2 separate regions of the Mus musculus genome follow, and region 2 is linked to region 1. Evidence: chromatin contacts called from public HiChIP or PLAC-seq data. All regions are on one chromosome and are shown on one strand. Each heading gives the region's core, a stretch centred on a gene start, on an enhancer-like site or on the middle of the called end of the contact. The rest is flanking DNA. Distances are from core to core; before and after follow the strand shown.

Evidence for each region. HiChIP or PLAC-seq counts read pairs in DNA pulled down with a chosen protein or histone mark.
Region 2: an H3K27ac HiChIP or PLAC-seq map of embryonic stem cells shows a contact between it and region 1, with 6 read pairs. The contact joins the enhancer-like site here to the promoter of Tunar in region 1. A contact is called at or near these places in 7 of 484 Hi-C or Micro-C datasets (cortical neurons, embryonic stem cells, nephron progenitors and 1 more) and 5 of 115 datasets of contacts at active chromatin or transcription factors (embryonic forebrain, embryonic stem cells and forebrain).

The regions. Positions count from the first base shown.
Region 1 is chr12:105,335,046-105,338,116 of GRCm38.p6, reverse strand. Tunar (Tcl1 upstream neural differentiation associated RNA) reads right to left here and starts at 1,523. Exons shown (of 3, transcript NR_045047.1): 1 at 1,160-1,523; 2 at 558-887.
Region 2 is chr12:105,257,440-105,260,510 of GRCm38.p6, reverse strand. No RefSeq gene overlaps it. Among named protein-coding and RNA genes, the nearest start is that of Tcl1, 36 kb to the right of the region's middle. Within about 2 kb of position 1,415, at least 11 of the 459 cell types and tissues checked have an H3K27ac peak or open chromatin away from gene starts, as enhancers often do. A contact at or near this core is called in embryonic stem cells, where this site is marked.

The DNA of each region.
Region 1 (3,071 bases), core at 274-2,773:
TTTATTCCGTCTCGGCCGTCATTGGAAGTAGTTTCACACACATGCAGCGGCTCTTGAGACGGAAGCAGCTAGTGAAGGAAATAAAGCAGGCGTGTTTGTGACCAAAGGATCAGTTTGATGAGGTGGTGAGCACCTTGGTTCCCACCTTGTGACCTTGATTAGCACATTTAGTATCTCTGGGCCTCAGTTTCCTCGTCTGATACACGGAGAGGGGGGACCCTACTTCCTTGGAGCAGTTTGGAGATCCACCACCCAGCAATGACTGAACACTCACCAAACATCCAGTTCCCCCTGGTGACTAAGTCCGAATCCAGGTTGCACACATAGATGCTTATCTAGACCAAACAGGTCTCTTGCCTGCCTGCGTGTTAAGCCCGCTGCTGTTTCCCAGAGAGCCCAGGAAAACACCGGGTCTTGAAGGCACCTAGGCTGTTCAGAAGCCAGGTAGGGTTTGGGGACAGATTCCAGGCACTGGGTAGTAATTGGAGAGGGGGCTCGGAGGCAGCCTCGGAATCCTGTGAAGGGGCTTTGTTCCCGAGGCGAAAGGTCTGGCTTACCGAGAAGAGCATCCGGAGGCAGGTGGGGGGCGCGCAGGGCACGCAGCAGAGCCACAGCCCGGCCCGGGTCCGGGGAGCGGGAGCCAGAGGAAGGCGAGGAGAAGGAGGAGAGAGAGGTTGCCGTGGGTTCCTGCCTCATTCTCCCAAACAGCGCAGACCCACTGGCCGCCTCCGGCTGAGGCTGGCCGCCGGACACCGGAACCCAATCATGCTGTTCATGTCCCTGTCAGCGACTGGCGAGGTGTGCGCGAGGCTGGGTTGTCTGCAGGCGACACCCAGGGGCTCCTCATGCCCCACGCCTGGGCTCGGCGGGAAGATCTCGGAGGGTGGCTGCGCCCGGAAAAGGAGAGAAAGAAAGCGTGAGAGAGCACACTGAGCTGCGCCCCGCGGGGCTGGGGGCGGGCAGCACCGCGCGCCCCACCCACCGCGCTCTGCGCCCCGCGCCGCGCACCCGCCGGGCAGCCGAGCCCCAGAAACTTTAGCACATGGCCGGTCCGCCGGCCGCTGTGGCCCGAGCCGCCCCGCTAGTGGCGTAGTCCCCGCCTCAGCTCCAGATCGCAGCTTACCAGCAGCCACCGCAACCGCAGCGGAGGGTCGCCTACCTGGCGGTGCGGAGAGTGGTGCGGACCAGCGTGGGAGGAGAAGGGGGCGGCGACGTCGGGGTCCCCGCAGGGGAGGGGCAACTCCGCGGTGGCAATAGCCACCCTTAAGGCATCCAGGGAGGGGACTGAGAACCAGCTGAAGGGTCTGCAGGCTCCGATAGGGGAGTGTCAGTGCGTTCCCCGCCCCTCGGCGCAGATGCTGACGACGCGCGCGGGCTTCCCTGGCCCGGGTCTGCGGAGCTAGCCCTGTTACCTAGCGACTCGCTCCGGGAAGCCCACGCTGACGCGCTAGGAGCTGGGCTGCGGCAGAGGGGAAGGGCGGGGAGGGAAGGGGAGAGAAGAGGAGGGATAAGGAGGGGAATGAAAGAGGAGAGGAGGGGAGCTCTAGAGGGAGAGGGGGCAGGGGAAGCTGGCGTTGCCGGCAAAAGCTCCTCCCTCTACCTCCACGTCGCTGCTGGGGAGTGGGCCGGGGAAGACGTGGCCTCTGCCTGGTCCCGAGGATTTGGAACCGGCTCCTGGGTGAGGGTGGATGGAGGGAAAAGGGTGATGCAGGTTCCCCTGTGCTGGGGTTACAGCAGCAGGTGGCGGCTATGTGGCTCATGGAGGCCTGCCGCTCACAGGAATGCAGAGATGAGCCAGTGAATGTGGCCTTGGGCGTGTGGGTGTGTGTGAGACGCCCCCACCCACAAGGAGTATTTGGAGACCCAGGAACCTGGGTGAGAGAGGCGCCACCCCTTTCCTGGCCTGCCTCTCTTCTTCCTGGACATTTTGTTCTTGCGCTGTGCTCATCATGGAAGCTCTGGACTATCTCACCGAGCTCCTCCTACCTCTCGGGGAACCAGAGGATGGCTGCTAGGTAGTGACAGCTTTGTTCCTCACCCCTTGATGCCCGACCAGTGACCAGGTGTCTAGTTTCAGGAGGTCAAAGACCTGCCTCCATGTGCCTTCCTCCTTAAGGATTTGCGGCCTCTCAGGCCAGACTGGGCCTCAGGCCCAGGCATGCCCAAATCTTTACAGCTTATAGGACGTTTCAAAGTAACTTAACATCCTAACCAAAATAGTCATCCCCGAAGGTCATAGCTAAGAACTGACCCCTGGGGTACCTAAATCTGAACACGCGTTTTCTGTAAAGTGTACTGTAACTAGGTTTTCTGTAAGGTGTCTCTTGGTTCTCCAGAACCTTTCCAAAATGCACCCCTAAGGCCCACAAAAGAGTCCTCGTCAAAGCAGACAGGGACCACAGCCTCCAAAGACGGTGAGGCAAACTTTCAAATGCAGTGGGTACCTCTAGGTAGAACCCAGACCCTTGGATTCAGCTGGATACAAGGACTCTGCCATGTCTAAAGGACCCTCAAACCTGCCAAGATCCTGCCCCTTCCTTAATGCCCCAGAACAGGAACAGCTGCCACCTCCCTGAGGACCGACCCAGCCTCATCCTTCACTCCCTCCAAGGCTGCTGTTGTCCTGGCTGGGGTGACTATGAGGAGGTGGAGGCAGAAGACCGACCTTCCAGAGAATCACACCTGCCCAGGACCCACATCCCAATTCTTAAGCCAGTATCTCTGCAGCGAGGAGCCCCTCCCTCCAGGAGGACTTTGAGAATGGGGGTGGGGGAGGGGTCGCTGAGGTTTTTGTTGTCAGAGTTGGCCCCAAAACAGGGCTTTTTCTCTGTTCATTTATTCTTCTATATTGTTGAACCCACTACTAGCCCTTCCAAATAGAAACCAGCACCCTCCTCCCTACAGCATTTTATTTTTCAACAGAAAACGGCTGTCATTCCTAGCCCCTGGGGCAACAGTTATGTTCTGACATTTCTCAGCAAGACTGGGAGCAGCACCTCTGAGTTTGCCCCCAGTTTTTATGGGTGACGCAGCTTTTCAACCGGCTTTCTTCAGCGCTAACTTCCCACTTG
Region 2 (3,071 bases), core at 166-2,665, 77 kb after region 1:
AAAGAAAACACAGGATATGAATAAGGGAAGGGGTTTCTGAGGAGGCTTCCATTTGCCTGGAACTAAGGCCATCATGTGACAAATGGGACCTTATAAAATGTAAACGCTTCTGTCTGCAGAGGAAGCCATCAACCAAGGAAACCCAAAGGCCAGAAGAGGATCTTTGCCAACTACACATCTCATAGAGGATTAATATTCAGAACATGTAAAGGGCTAGAAACACAATCAAGGGCTGGAGAGATGGCTCAGAGGTTCAGAGCAATTCCCAGCAACTGCACGGTGTCTCACAACCATCTCTAATGGGATCTGATGCCCTCTTCTTGAATGTAGGTGTACATGGGATTGAGCACTCATATACATAAAATAAATAAGTAAATCTTTTTAAAAGATTTAAGAAAAAAAAAAACAATAAAGAAAACAGATGAGAAAGCTTAAAAAAAAAAAAAGAGTATAGTCCCGAACATAGAGTTCTCAAAAGAAGAAGCAAAAATGGCTAAGAAATATCTCAAAAATTGCTCAAGGTCCTTAGCAATCAGGAAAAGGCACATTGAAACTACTTGGAGATCTCCCTCACCCCTGTCAGAATGACTGACATCAAGGATGTGAGGAAAGAGGAATACGTACCCCTTCTGATGGCCTCCCAAACTTCTATTGCCAACGTGGAAATCGCTGTGGAGTATCCCCAAAAAGCTCAAGGTGCATCTGCCACATGACCCAACAATCCCGCTCCTTGGCACGCGCCAAAAGGACCCAAAAGGACTCTATTGCCTCTCTATTCATATAAACTAGGAAATTGAAACAACAGAAATGTGGAGGAGGAAGGGGCGGGGAGGGGGGGGAAGGGGAGGGAAGGAGGGGAGGGGAGGGGAGGGGAGGGGAGGGGAGGGGAGGGGAGAGAGGGGAGGGGAGAGAGGGGAGAGAGGGGAGAGAGGGGAGGGGAGGGGAGAGAGAAGAGGGGAGGGGAGAGGGGGAGGGAAGGAGTGGCTCGGCCAGAGGTTCAACTGCTCTACATTTACATCTGAATCATGCAGGTGTCCCTCTAAACATACGGTTGATATAAACTTAGCAACAAAATGCCTGGTCACTGTCATTCCTTGCTGTTGCTGCTATAGGTGCTCTGGGGGGCTCTGCCCTTCCCCCACTAGACTCCGAAGAGCTTCATTCCATTCCCTGGAGCTACAGCAATGTTTAGTTTCAATAGCTACCCAGAGGATAGTAGATGAGACGGGCAGACTCCATTTCTCTCCTCCCCAACCCCAGTACCAGCTCTGCTGAGAGGTCTCCAGACAAACTCTTCTTTGGTGACCAGGATTTCCACCTAACGGGGCAGCCACCACTTCTGGAACACTTGTTTTGCCACTCATCTGTCAACATGTCAGTGGGGAGCTGTGATTTCCTTACTCACCGTTTAGCCCACCTTTGGAACCGTGCTTAGGACAGTAGAGCTCACACATCTATTTCGTAGGACAAACACGTGATAACATAAACAGATGGCTCCGTGCAATACCAGTCGTGACCAACAGAGGGCGCTCTATCCAGAGATCGATAAATAAGTGGTGTGTGGCTTTTGTATGCCCTACTTAACTCTCTGCTTTGAAGCTTCCCAGTAGCTCCTAGCACGACTGTAGCAGTATGACAGGCCCCCATTTGGACTGGGAAAAAATGGCTTCTTCATTTTGAAGACTGAAGTGCAGGTCTACCAAGGTAGTAAAAGGTATAAATAACTCCACAGCAGACTCATCAGAATCTTTATCGGGCACTAAGCGAGAGAGTCACCCACTGAACCTGTCCCATGCAAGTCGCGATGTGTGTTGTTGTGTCTGTGTGTGTCTCTGAGTAAGTGTGTATGTGTTTGTTAAGCCAGAGTTCAAAAATTGGGCGTTTTCCTCAATTATTGTCCATTTTATTCTTTGAGACGGTTTCTGTTTTGCTAGACTGGCTGGTCAGTGAGCCCTGAGATAGATCATCTCCGACCCCCAGCACCAGAGTTACAGAGACATTCTTTCCTACCTGGCTGAGGTTTGTGGATGTTGGGAATCCAAACAGGGATTTCATGTTTGCACAACAGACAATTTACTCCCACTGCTATCTCCCCAACCCACTGTTGAATCTTTAAAGAGCACTTTGCCAACCTCACAAAACACAGGTAGAGTTGAGAGCAGGGCTGCATTCGATCTTTCTGAGCTTCAGTTTTCTTAATTACTTTGTAGCTTTGATTTTCGGTTTCCTCTGACTTGAAACATTGTATTAGATTCAGGAAGTACATAAAACTTACAAGACCCAGGAAGCTCCTGAAACTTTCAAGATCCACAAAGGCCCTCCCCAAGGTGGTATAAACAGTAGCAATTGTTGTGAGAGAAGTCTCTCCCACTTAGCTCCTTCAAGTCCTACAGTAAGCTCTAGAGATAGGGCTTTTCTGAGTCACTGCCTATGCTGGAAGGGGCTTTTGTCATGATTCAGCCGCCTCTGAGCTATCCATGCTCCTATAAGTAGCCTCTATGAACTTATTATTTGCTAAGATAGACACAGGTGGAACAGTTTCTTCAGTCTGTCATTAGTGTCCTGTCTGGGGTAAAGAGAGGTTTGCTCATATCTTTCTCCCATGGAGAAGTCCCACAATACCTGGTATACCTGAAGGAGGGGAAAGTGGCTTTTAGGGTCCCTTTGGATGCAAAATCCTATTTTCAGCAACTAGAGAAAGACTTTGTCCTTCAGAGTGGCTGAAGGTTATTAGAATCACACCACCAGCACAGAGGGGGGAAAAATAAAGGTCCCCAGAAGGCTGGGGATCTAAAAATAACAGTGTAGAGCTGCCAACCCGTCACTCTCCTCTTTGGGATGTCTGTCAGGGTGTCTTTGTCAATCTACACTCCAGTTCAGAGACTGCACAGGAGGTGATCCTGTGAGTGCCACTCACTCAGCCTGACAGGTATTCTGCTGGGACAATTCTGACACAGCACCTGAGACAGATACCTGGTCCTGGTTTTTCAGAGAGATCGTGGTTTGGGCTACCTCCAGAAAATAGAGCTGTTCTGTAGGGAACCGCGTTCCCCTAACATTGCCAAGGAAAA